Regions from separate parts of the Mus musculus genome. Here all the other regions are linked to region 1. The links are chromatin contacts, called in public Hi-C maps. All regions are on one chromosome and are shown on one strand. The core of a region is the stretch at or near the end of the contact, and the rest is flanking DNA. Distances in the headings are between cores, read along the strand shown.

Region 1 (4,163 bases), core at 910-3,409:
TTTTAAACAAAGTGACCTATGGAAGGGTGCGCCGTGCTGTGACATGGTAATGGGCTGTTGGATGACAGCGGAGGTACACACTGGGTAGGGGGCTGCGGGCTGCTCTTTTGTTTAACTGACAAGTCAGTGCTTCCTGCCTCCAACCCCCAGGAGAGAATCTTAGCTCCTTAGAAGTAGGACCTTGTGTATTTTGGACAGCCAACTTGTGTCAGGATACGTGACAGCATACAAAGTTCAATCGCTGCCCATGCTAGCTCCAAGGTCACATGGACATAGGACAAAACCCTCCATAATTCTGTGGGGCGCCTTTGGCACCCAGGAAGATGCTGCAGCCTTTTGACCATTTTGAGAGCTCTACAGGAAAGCGACAGCTGGCCTCACTTCTACAAGAGGGCTGATTTTATTCAAGGTCTTTGTGTGCACACTTGCGTATATGTGCAGTTTCCTGTAAGGGTGGGTCCATGTGTACCTGTGTGCAGGTACATGCAGAGGCCATTACCAAGTGTTGCCTATATGATTTTTAGGATAGACTCTTGTTAGCCTGGAGTTCACTAAGAAGGCCAGGTTTTCTGGCCAGCAAACTGTAGGAACTGTCCTGTCACTGCCTGCCCAGGACTGGGATCCTAAGCCTGTGGGTTCTGGGCATTGAAGTCATGTTTGAACAGAAAGCTCTTTCAAACAAGCTCTCCCGCTAGTCCAGGCATCTTTATTTCAAAAGCCTGAATGCATAGACCTGTCATGCCAACATCTAGGAGACTGGGTCAGCAGAATTTCAAGTTTCACACCAGCATGTCCTACATAGGGAGCCTCTATTTCAAATAAATAAGTAAAGTGGATTCCATATTGACACAGCTGCCTGCAGTAGTGGGAGAAGGTGGTAAAAATTCCTCATTGCTATTTTTTTCATAGTATCTCAGTCAAGGCTCTTGGCCTTGGTTATACCCCAGAATCTCCAAGGAACTACCCCAGACCTGGTCTCCATTCCAGGTCCCTTGCCCTGGAGTCTCTGAGGACATCCACCATCATTAATCTAGATCCTTAGGCTCTGGTTGTTTCTAGAATGGCATGGTTGTCGTCATTAGAAATATTGGAAGGGGATGATCAAGGTGATTGGGAGCAGCAGCAAAAAGCCAGAAAAATGAACAACTGAGTCCCAGGCTGTGTGAGGAGAGTAAACAGGCAGGACTAAGGGTAAGACATCAGTCGGTGGGCAGGGGGCAGGAGGCACGGTCTTTTTGTGCACGGTACACCCCCTGCTTAAGCACTGGGGTGTAATTTGTTTGCATCTTGAAGATCATGAAGGCTTTTGAAACTGGGAGCTACGCCCTCTCTGCTATCCCTGCTCTAACATGGGTGTTTCTCCAGGGGGTTCCCAGCAGGGACCCAGGAGCCTCTAATTGCACCAGCGCCTGCCTGGCCCACGTGTAGTTAAGTCTGCCAGCCTTCTCCTTTTCCAGCTGAGACAGGGTAGTGTTTATCACCAACCTGAACACCATCCTCCCAGCTTTGCAGGGGCCCTGTCAGCCTGCTCCATGGCTGGGCCTTTCCCTGGAGCCCCTGAGCCCACTAGGGTGCTTGCTGGCACCGCATGGAGGATTCGAATACAAATATGAATTGCTAATGGTGGTGTAGATGCCACTCAGCATCCTGGGATCCCTTCAGCAAGTCCCACCGGGGCTGCTGTTGTAGCCAAAAGTGAGACTTGCAGGAGGGACATGGTGGGAATTCTCTCCGGAAGACCTGTCATTCTAACTCCGTGGGGATCCGCAGAACCGGCAGTCTAAAATTAGGGTACGGTATTTCACACAGCTGACTGAATTAAGATAAACTCGGCTTTCTTCGGATACGAAGCTATAATTTATAAAATGATACCCTTACTAATTAATGTGAAAGTATCTGGGAAAGGGCTGGGAAAGCAGAGCCCGTTCTGAAATGCAGGAGACAGACTTGCCCGTGGAATGGATCCGATGAGACCCCCACTGCAAGCATCCTCAGCCAGAGGAACAGCATTTCGTGTTCGCAGCAGAGAACCTGGAAGACTCCTGGGAAGGGAGAAATGGGGCGGTGAATTAAGTAGGCGGTGAACCTAGCATCGTGGATGTGGGATGTCTCTTCATTTGTCATGAGGAACAAGGAAGAGGCAGCACTTGGCCCCCTTATCACCCAAATTAAGCAATTACACCAATCCCACGCTGGAGGAGCATCGCTGTCAGGAGAACAGTGTAGCAGCAATAGTGTTTCTGCACCCGTGCTCTGCATTTTCTTTTCTCTCACACTGGCAGCACCCTCACTCTGTAAAGTAACACCCCTCATTTGGTTATGAAATTAATGTCAAGATTTAAATTCACAATCTCTCCACCTACCCACTTCTCTTTGGCCGTGTGAGCCAAGGGATGGCGGATCAGAAGGAATCTCTAATCTCGTTCCTGGCTCTGTCCCTTGTCATTTCTATATGCAGGGTGATGCTTAGTATTGTGGTGTAGGAGATGGGGTGACATGGTACCACCGTGCTCTTGGAAGAGTAGAGTACAGGGTGTGTGCCTGCCCTCCCTAGCTGTTAACTGAACTTGTTTACTTGGATCAAGACTCACACTGGGCAAGAGGAAATCGGTGCTCTAGCTCAAGGACCTTGAGTCCTGCACAAGACCCAAGGGACCCCAGAACTCAGGTCTCGATAGAAGCACTAGATTTTAAAAGGTCTCTAAAACCATATCCTTTCAACCCCCTTATCTAAACATATTATTCATACACATCAGAGTAATGTGGGGCCGTTGTAAAATGAGCAGGCAGCCATTAAGTAATAGATGATACCCATTTGCCCCATTGGCAGCTGTTCCCAGGTATCAAACCTTTCCTATTTGCAGGGGAAAGCTTTTCTTCAGGCCTAAGGGGGCCAGGGATAGTATTTCTTTTTTAACCTGAGGTAATATTCACAAAGCTTCTGAGGTAATATTTTTGCTCACTTTTTTTTTTATTTGTTCTTTGAGAATTTGGTACAATGGATTGTTGTTCTTCATGTATTTGAGACAAGGTCTCAGGGTGTAGCTCTAGATGTCTTAGAGTTATGTTAAGCAGACTTGCCTTGAACTCACAGAGATCTGCCTTCCTGCTTGCTTGTGCCTCCCATTGTGGGGATTAAAGGTGTCCATCACCACACTCAGGCCCTCATAGAATCTGTATTGATCATACTCACTTCCTCAATTCCTCCCAAATGCACCCTTCCTCCCTACCCATTCAACTGTGTCCTTCAGGATTTTCTTGTTGTTATTGCTCTATATTTACTTATGTGTTTATTAATCTTCAACTTTTAATACATCTTTAATTAGTAATATAATAAAAAAGATTATATCAGCTTCCCCCTTACAAACTCCCATGCCCTCCCAACTCTCAGGGTAATATTTTATCACTGAAACTGGGTCAGGAAATAAAGCTTAGTGGGTAGTGCTCTTACTTAGCATGCTGGGAAACCCCGGGTTCCATCCTCCACATCACATAAGCCAGGTAAAGTGGAAGGTGCATGTAGACACAGCTCTTGGGAGGTAGGGCCAAGAGAGCAGAAGTTCAAGGCCTTCCTCAGCCACATAGTTAACTGGAGACCATCTTGGGCTACTGTCTTCAAAGAAAAGGTTTTCTTTCATTGTTGTTCTTGGTCATGATGCAACTCATGTATTAGGGAAGAGATCTAACCATGGCTTCTTTTCCTAATCCAGCATAGACCACACACACATGCACTCTCCACTTGGCTCAGGAAGGACTTTGAAACTGCTGAAAAGTCAAACTGGAGACGAGGCATTGTGGCTTTGTGCTTCTAACAGAAGAGTCTTGCTGCTTGATTGCCAGGCCATGTGTTACCCTTGTTAAAGGCCGTGCATCCTCAGCAATGTTCTAGAAACTGAGGAGGCCCTCATTATGGCTTGTGCAGTCTCCATCCTTGGTTTGTCAATCAGCTGCATCTTGATCCAAGGGCTGAAGAGACGGCTCAGTGGATAAGAGTACTCAGATCCCAGCACCCACATAGAAATACCAGTGTGGTCATATGTTCTTATAACTCCAGTGCTACGGAGGTGGGAGGACTGTAGACAAGAGGATCACTAGAGCTTACTAGCTACCTACCTAGCTCCAGGTCCAGTGAGAGAACCTGTTTCAAGGGAATAAGGCCGAGA
Region 2 (4,150 bases), core at 823-3,322, 150 kb after region 1:
CTGGCCTGACCAGATCTCGACTCTGTTCCCACTACACCGAGATGCCAAGAAGATTAATCTAGCCGCAGAACCTCAAGAGACTCCTGTAGCCTCGGTTCTCAGACTCTTTCAGAGCTGGCCCTAGAAGAGCTGCAGCTGAGGCTGAGGAGGAACACGTTTACTTCTTGATGCACAGTGGTGACTTGCTCAGATTCCAACCTGGCCTTTTCCTTTGTTCTCACGTGTGACCCCAGAAAGTAGCACTTGGAGTTGAATTTCTTTATCCTGAGCTTGCGCCAGTACCTCCTGGCATCCTCCTGAGAACTGACGGCTGGGTCTCACCTCTACCGCTTCTGATTCGGTAGGAGGAGGTCTGGCCCGGTATTTGTCATGGCTGATAAAAGTTCCTGGGTGCTGCTGATCCAGAGGCCTTGCTTGAAGAAAGTGTCTTGTGCTAGCAGTCATCAGCAAGTTCACCAGCCTGTCCAGGAAGATGACAAGCACGGTGCCCCTAGTGTTGAGCCCTGCCTATTCGTATTCCAAATCCAGGTAGCACCAGAGGACTGGAGTCTCTTGTCTGTGCATTCAGGGTACAGGGAGACACCTTGAGTCACTGGGAGACAGGGGTGGATGAGCTCGTTAACCTTGATGTAGCTCCAGGCAGTAAGAATCTCCCAAATGGAGTGGATAGACTACAAGAAGTGTGACTAGCCACTTTGTCACCACTGTTAGGGGCTTGGTATCATTTGCAATATAGTACCTTTGTCTTAGCTTTTAACTGTCAACCTGACACCGGAGAAGGAAGGAATGTCCAATCAGATTGAAGTGTGAGGGGTTGTCTTCTTGCTAATTGATGTAAGAGGGCTCTAGTTCCCTAGAGACAGCACCATTCCTTGGGTAGGTAGTCCTGGGCTGTGTAAGTCTCTTGTTACCTAAGCAAGTGACTGAGAATGGGTCAGAAAGCAGCATCCTCCATGGCTTCTGCTATTCTCCCCTGGCTGTGAGTTCCCTGCACAGAGATAATGCTGTGTGGAATAGCCATCCTCCACACACACCCTCGGTCAAGGAACACTGAAATGTGGCTGCAGTCTGTGATTAAAGGCTTGCCTCTGTGTGTCCATTCTGATTTGTTGGCTCAGGGAATGGAAGTCACAGAAGTATCCCAAGCTTAGTTTCTTAGTGTATAGAATGCAGACAAGGCTCTCTGATTTACTGTGGAATAGACACCAGTAATTGAGTGCATTCCGTATCCCATACGTCTGGGACAAGGCTGTAAATGCTCTTTGGGGGAAGGCAGCACCAAGGGCAGCTGGGGTCCTCTGGAGATGTAGTTCAGTTGGTATAGAACGTTTGCCTATCGGCTCTGCGTAAACCAGGTGTGAGGGTGCACACTCTGTACTCCTGGCACCCAGGAGAGCCAGGGCTCAAGGTCATCTTTAGCTACACGAAAGTTCCAAGATGGCGTAGGGCACAGGACACCCTGCCCACCCACCCTACCCCCAAAATGAGAAATGAGGGAGAAACAGAAGGGAGGGAAGGCAGAAGGAAGGCAGGCCTGAGCCCACCTCCCACTCATCTCTAGTCTCCTCCATTTCATCTTCTGTCTCCCTTTCTGTGATAGAAAATCAGAGATAAAGCTTTGTTCTCTTCTGAGCTAGGTAGGCATGGTGTCCATGCTTATAGTCACAGCATTTTGGAGATGGAGGCAGGAGGATCAGGAATTCAAGGCTAGCATTGGCAACACAGTAAGCTAGAGGCCAGCCTAAGCTACCCGAGACCCTGTCAGTAAACCAGGAAAAAAGAAAAAGAAATTAAGAAAGGGGAGAGAGAGAAAGAGAGAGAGAGAGAGAGAGAGAGAGAGAGAGAGAGAGAGAGAGAGAGAGAGAGATAGAGAGCAGGATTGAGGGCTCAGAGTTTGACATCTAAAAACCCAAGCAGCCACCCAATCCGGATAGAGAAGCTGTTTGCTGTTTGAGGGCTGTTGTGCCTAGGACAGCCTCCATGTCACGTGCACCAAGCCACCCCCTCCCCGCTGGCTACAGAGCTGCCTATATACCCCTGCCTAGCCCACTGGGATTGCCGACCGGGAACAGAAGCTGTGCGCGCTCTCTCTGCCTTTGCTTTGCGACCGCTGCAACCTTCGCTGCAGCCAATCAGCTGGTGCACTGCGGGTGACCTCCCCCGGGTCTCAGGAATAAATTGTCAAGTTTCCCCACCGCGGGTGTCTTTGCTAGTCGACGGCCGGTTTGCAGGTTTCTGGGCTAATTGGAAAGAGGATCATGAGGAGGCGGGTCGAGGCGCGTCAAGAGCCTGGCTGGTCTGCGGACTAGGGTCGTGCCGCTCCGGAGCCCCTGCTGTCCCGGAGTTGTGAGTAGGTCGCTCACCGGCTCACATCTAGTCGCCGCACACCTATTTGAAAGTCGGTTCCACGGCAGGACTTGTGCAAGTCCAATGCAGGATTCTGCGTCCTCAGCGCACTGGACCTGCCTAGGAAGGTGAAGCCTGGCTGATCCCTGCGAAGGTACCCCTACGCTGCCACTTACGAACCCTTATCTTCAGTGTTCCAGGACCCAAGTGGTTCCCGCGACAAATCCAATATCTACCTTGGATCTCCGGATCTGAAATGCCTCTTCCTTGGAGACTTTGAATTTGGTCTTTGGAAATTCAGGAACTGTATGAAGTGCTATTGTTTCTGAGTTCTCTTTCCTTTCGTGTTGGTTTTGGGATTCTCTCGCCTACCTGGATAATGGTCTGCCTTTGTGGCTGAGTCTTCCTGGAGTCAGTGGATCGCAGGCAGCCTGAGGCATCAGCCTTCGGATTTCTAAGCCTAGGAGTCATTCGGGGCTGCAGAAGAGGACCTAGCTCCTAACTAGTAAGGGCTATGTGATTCACCTCCCCTCCCCACCCCACCCCCATCCCGGATTGAAATATATATGTTGTAGCAGGATTTTCTTTAAGCGGATCGTCTGATAGGACTGGCAGTTACTACCCAGGAAAATGAGTAGCAATTAGGAGTTCAGTAATAAATGGAAGTCTATTGTCCTAATTGAGTGGAATTACTGACGGGTAATGGCAACTGAATTCTTCAGTTTAATTAAGAGTTTATATAATTATAGTGCACTTTTTATTTCTAGGGGGAACCATGGGGGTAGGAATTAAATAACCAATGTGATGGTTAAGAAACCCATTTAATGGATAAGTAACCAGTAGGTTTAAATAAATATGGGTACCTTGCTGGAGTAACAGAAGTAGAGCTGAATTCTCTGTAAAGGCTCTGTACCCTGCTGGGACAAGCTAGACTTTTGATTTGCAGCTAATTTGAGCCTCATAAAAAAAAAAATCCAAATGAACTTATCAGGTAATCCAGAGATGCCCAGGGCTCTCAGGTAGTAGCATGAAGTAGGATGGGTGTTTTCCAGAATTCGGTGAGAATGAACCTGGAAGAGGGGGAGGGGCCGTTCAAGAGTGCGTTTTACCCTCCTAGAGTTTCCATCTTGAAAATCTGGGGCTTGGGCTGTTCGGTCGGAGGCGTTGGATAGCTCAGGGACGGCCAGCTTTCAGATTACGGATCTCTAAAGAGTGAAGGTATTTACCTTGGTTGGGGAGTAATCTGGTAATTAGAGAGTTGTTATTTGCTTCTCTGGCAGTATAGTGTTTACTTTCCTCTTCTAAAGGGTTGTTGGTGCTTTTTTTTTTTTTTTTTTTTTTTACTTGTGGGAAGCTATAGAATTGGAGAAAACTGGAGAGAAAGCTCTACTCAAAATATAATTACATAATTTGCTTCCAGTGATTGTGGGGGAGGGTGTAATCTTGAGTGTCAGTTTGGGGACTCCTGTTAGCCCAGCTCATGAGAAGCCCTCAGAGTTTTGGCCATCTTTGGGTTTCAAATTGACTGATAATGATGAGGAGCACTTTCTGTTCTACTGTTCATGCCATCCCTTGCCTCGACTTCTATTTCTTGCTTCTTCAGCAGGACTATCTGGGAATGCCTCTTGTCCCAGGGCTTCATGGCACGGGTGGGGTGAGGTAACGACAGTGAAATTGCCTGTCGCTTCATTAAGACTAGGCCAGTGATAGTGGTGGTGTGTCTTTGGTACTGTGTGGGCTTTCAAGCTTGCACAGCTGGAGCACGTTGGAGCTGTAAGTCCACCTTCCTCGTGGTTGAGACAAG
Region 3 (4,131 bases), core at 1,385-3,884, 230 kb after region 1:
TTCATATATATATATATATATACATATATGTACATATACACACATATGTATGTATACACACACACACATATATATATAATATATTTTGTCATGTTAATCTCTATTACCCTCTCTGATCTTCCTCCCAATCCTACTGAACCTCTTCTTCACAGCGAGTCCCCCTCCTGCTTTTAATGCCAAGTAGCTAGCCTGTGCTACTTTACACTCTAAAAAATAAAATGTATGTGTGTGTCCCTCTGAGTTTAAATATGGCAAGATCATAGATGCAGTTATTTACTGGAACATTGATAACTAACCAAAGACCACCCCACTGAAATGAATGCTCCTCCCCCCCCCCAGTGGTTAGAGTCCATAAACTCTCCTGAAATAATTAATGTAACAGTAGAAAGACATTGGAGTCCATGCCTGATCATGTTTGTTTAGTTGATTAGATCTTGCATAGTCCAGGCTGGCCCATAACTCCTGTCTCAGCTCGAGTCCAGGGCTTCCTCATTGACAGTTAGTAGGATTGCCTCTCTCTAAGATTTGCCGTCTTTAGAACCAGCTCAGAGTCTGAAAGTGATGTTAAGAAATCAGAAATATTTTGTGTATTAAGCTACTGGAATACAAAAGACATGATGTCTTCCAGCCTTGGACTGGAAATCTTCCAGAATTGGGCCTGATGTAGTGGTACGTGTCCGTAATCCCATCACTGGGAAGAAAGGAGGAGTAGAGACCTGCCTGGGCTATGTAGTAAGATACCGTTGCAGTAAAACTAAACAAAATGAAGTGTCCAATTAGGAAGACTGGGGCTTTGCTGAATTTCAAAGCTGTTCAAGATCTGGAGGTCAAGGTCACCCTGGCTACATAGAGACTCCAGGCCTGCTGGGGCTACAGACTACCTTTCCTCTAAGTGGATAGTTAAACCAGTCCATTTCCCCCAAACGTCATTTTGCTGTATTTTCCAGAAGGCTAACGCTTGAAAGAGACCTTTGATTTCCAAAATTAGTTTTATTAGAGGGATTATAATATGTTGCTATGTGCCAGGCATGGTGGCGCACACCTTTAATCCCAGCGCTCAGGAGGCAGAGGCAGGTGGATTTCTGAGTTCGAGGCCAGCCTGGTCTACAAAGTGAGTTCCAGGACAGCCAGGGCTACACAGAGAAACCCTGTCTCAAAAAAAAAAAAAAAAAAAAAAGAAAGAAAGAAAGAAAGAAAGAAAGAAAGAAAGAAAGAAAGAAAGAAAAAGTTGCTATACACCAAGTACCCACCCCCATTTCTTTTTTGAAAAATTAAAATTTTTTTATTGCAGTTATTTATTTATTATTTATTTATTGTATGTATACTTATGGAGGTCAGAGGACAGTTCTCTTTATACACTGTGTGGGTCCCAGGTATGAAATTCTAGTTGTCACGCTTGGTGGCAAATGCCTTTACAATCTTTACAATGCTGAGCCTTCTTTCTGGCACCTTGGGGTAAAAATTGTTTTTTTAATTTATATTAAGAGTTCAATGACATCAGTGGTGGTGAAGTACCTTCACAGAGGTGAAACATGTATTTACTATTGGTCATTTATTGATTCATTTCACTAAGGTTTTTACCATGTGCCCTAGACCATTCTGAAATTTAATATCTTTTGTCCAAGTACTGGGATTATAGAATTTCAGTGTTGACGGTGGAGAGATGGCTCAGTAGTTAAGAGTGCTTGTTCTTGTCAAGTTCCTAGCACCCAAATCAGGCCACTCACAGCTCCAGGGCATCTGTCCTATGGAGCACTGGAACACAAGTAGCACACTCAGAGGGGTGGGGAGGGAGGGAGAGAGAATCTTACACTTGATTAAAAAGGAAAGAGCGGCTGTGTGTTCTGGTAGAAGGTCAGTCACTTAAATGACTGAGGGCCGAATTAATGATTTCATCCATCCATCCATCCATCCATCCATCCATCCATCTCTGCCCCAACGCGCTTAGCTTAGCTGAGCTGGCTCCAGGGGACATCCTGGTGATAGATGATAAGTTACCATCCATGGAGCGAAGCTTTGACTTTGCTTTCCCTGTCTTTATGTTTGCTGCATAGAAGGGGAAGCCTCAGTCACCACTTGGCTGGTGTGAATGTATACACAAGTCGGATAGTTTGAGGAACTGTGCAGAGGGAAGGCAGTTCATGAAACCTACCGTGATTCGTGGGATGAGGGTTAGATCAAGATCTTTTTCTTCTAGACTAGGAACCCAACCTCCCATCCATGTCAGACAGTACAAAGATTATGTTATATTGTGCACCTACTGTGTGCCCAGAATCTGGACCTCCACCCCCATCTCAGAACCAACTCTTTGCATATGAGATTGGCCTAGAGGCAATTCAACCCCGGGCTACGGGCCTAGTAGCCTCTCCTTGGTTTAGAGCAAATCTCGGAAGCTGTAACTGCAAAAAGGACCGGAGCGTCGCGGTTCTTGCCCGTAGAGGGAAAGGCGCCATGGGGACCAGGGGCCGGTCCGCAACCGGAGGCGGGATGTAGTGGGAGCCACAGCTGTCAGTGTCGCACCCAGGGACTGCGCCCCCGCGGGGCCAACCGGGCGCCAGGGTGGAGAGGAGGGGCGGCGAGGGGCGGGGCACGTGGGGCGGGACGGAGGAGGGGCGGTGGCACCGGCTGGCGGCTCCGGCTGGGCGCGCCGAGAAGTCCCGCTCCGAGAGCCGCGAGCGCCAGGAGTAAGGCGCGCTCGGTACAATCCGGGCAGCGAAGTCCAGAGCGCGAGAGCAAGGGTGGGAGAAAGGGGTGTCCTCGCGTCACTACCAGGGACCCCCCTTCTCTCCCTCAATCCAGCCCCGGGTAGCCGGTGGCGCTGGCGGCGGGCCGCCTGATGGAGTTCACTTGAGCCAGGAACAGGCGGGAGAGGCAGGCCGGAGCGGAGCTAGTCCTGCGCGCCCCGTAGCAGCTTCAACCACAGCTTTCCACACCGCAGGCGGGCAACACCCGCGGCAGATTGCGACTCCCGGAGCGTGTCGGTGCCACGCCGCAGCGGGCCCAGGACCCATCAGATCAGCCCGCGGCGGTGCCGTACCGGCGGCACCCGCTGTTGGGGAGCCCGAGGCGGCCGCCGGGGAGCTGCTTTCGCCTCTGCCGCCGTACGCCCTCCTCCTCCTCCTCCTCCTCCCTCTCCCTCCTCCCTCCCTCCGCACATGGTCTCCTTTGTCCTGTCGCCGCCGCAGCCGCCTCGTTCTTAGCTCCGCGCGCCGCGGCAGCGGCTCCCGGGCCGCTGCTCTTCAGCCCTGCCAGGTCCCCAGGGCGCACCAAGTTGAGCCTCTGGTTTAAGCCAGCCGGTTCCCCGCGCGCCCCGCAGGAGCAACCAGGAGAGCGCGCGGGCCGGGCCCCCTCCCCATCTCCCCGCCACCCGCCCGGGACTTGGCTGCGTTGGATGTGCGCGCGCGGCGTTGACTCCTGGCTGCCGTGGAGGAGCCGGGTGCTGCTGCTGCTGGCTCTGCTGCCGTTTAGGATCCGGTTCGGATTTGGTTCGCGTGCCTCAGCTTTGAGACTTTGGAGAGGAATTAGCAAAACACACAGACTTGTGGACCTAGCCGGGCCGGCTGGAGTTGGGCGTTTTCTCTGCCTTGGGTTTTGGTTGCTCTCTCCCGGTGGTGTGTGGTGATCCACCCGGAGAGAACCTGACGGAGGACTCAAACCATGAACTTGGGGTTGACAAGACCGCCGAACCCCTGGCGACCAGGTAATGTTGCCCCACCACCACCACCGTTGGGGGGATGGGGTGGGGTGGCTGGCTCGCCTGCGGTCCGCGGTTTCGGGGGAGGAGGCAGGGGTCGAGGGGTCTTTTGTTGCGGCCGCAGCCGGGCCAGGGTGGTAACGGAGGCGGGCTGCTGGCGTCTGGCGGGCCTGGCCTTCCTCCCCCACCCCTCCCCCGCTCCCCTTTGTACTTTCCTAGCTCCCTGAGCTGGCTGGGCTCGGCCGGTGAGCCGTGAGTGCCTGCCGGGGGAGGCCCTAGCCAACAGAGGCGATCCCACCTCCGGGAGTGAACCCATAGCTCCCAAGGGAGATCCGCTGGACTCCTAGGCTGGGAATGCCCGCACCGGCTCGGGCTAGGAAGGGCTCCTTGGAGCGGCGCTGCCTGCTGACGGGTCACTGTCCTTGGGCTGAGCTCCG

The links. Hi-C and Micro-C count contacts between places; a contact is called where the count stands out from the background.
Region 2: a contact with region 1 is called in a Hi-C map of cortical neurons, with 1.7 times the contacts expected there. The contact joins two enhancer-like sites. A contact is called at or near these places in 2 of 484 Hi-C or Micro-C datasets (cortical neurons and nephron progenitors), 2 of 115 datasets of contacts at active chromatin or transcription factors (embryonic basal ganglia and neural tube) and 1 of 9 other capture datasets (adipose tissue).
Region 3: a contact with region 1 is called in a Hi-C map of cerebral cortex, with 2.5 times the contacts expected there. The contact joins two enhancer-like sites. A contact is called at or near these places in 7 of 484 Hi-C or Micro-C datasets (cerebellum, cerebral cortex, embryonic stem cells and 2 more), 9 of 115 datasets of contacts at active chromatin or transcription factors (craniofacial prominence, embryonic basal ganglia, embryonic forebrain and 6 more) and 1 of 9 other capture datasets (pancreatic islet).

The regions. Positions count from the first base shown.
Region 1 is chr5:131,765,372-131,769,534 of GRCm38.p6, reverse strand. The region is part of intron 5 of Auts2 (autism susceptibility candidate 2); the gene reads left to right. Among named protein-coding and RNA genes, the nearest start is that of 4930563F08Rik, 110 kb to the left of the region's middle. Within about 2 kb of position 2,159, at least 14 of the 459 cell types and tissues checked have an H3K27ac peak or open chromatin away from gene starts, as enhancers often do. A contact at or near this core is called in cerebral cortex and cortical neurons, where this site is marked.
Region 2 is chr5:131,614,658-131,618,807 of GRCm38.p6, reverse strand. The region is part of intron 5 of Auts2 (autism susceptibility candidate 2); the gene reads left to right. Among named protein-coding and RNA genes, the nearest start is that of Gm29681, 200 kb to the right of the region's middle. Within about 2 kb of position 2,072, at least 65 of the 459 cell types and tissues checked have an H3K27ac peak or open chromatin away from gene starts, as enhancers often do. A contact at or near this core is called in cortical neurons, where this site is marked.
Region 3 is chr5:131,537,229-131,541,359 of GRCm38.p6, reverse strand. All of the region lies in intron 5 of Auts2 (autism susceptibility candidate 2), which reads left to right. Among named protein-coding and RNA genes, the nearest start is that of Gm29681, 120 kb to the right of the region's middle. Within about 2 kb of position 2,634, at least 172 of the 459 cell types and tissues checked have an H3K27ac peak or open chromatin away from gene starts, as enhancers often do. A contact at or near this core is called in cerebral cortex, where this site is marked.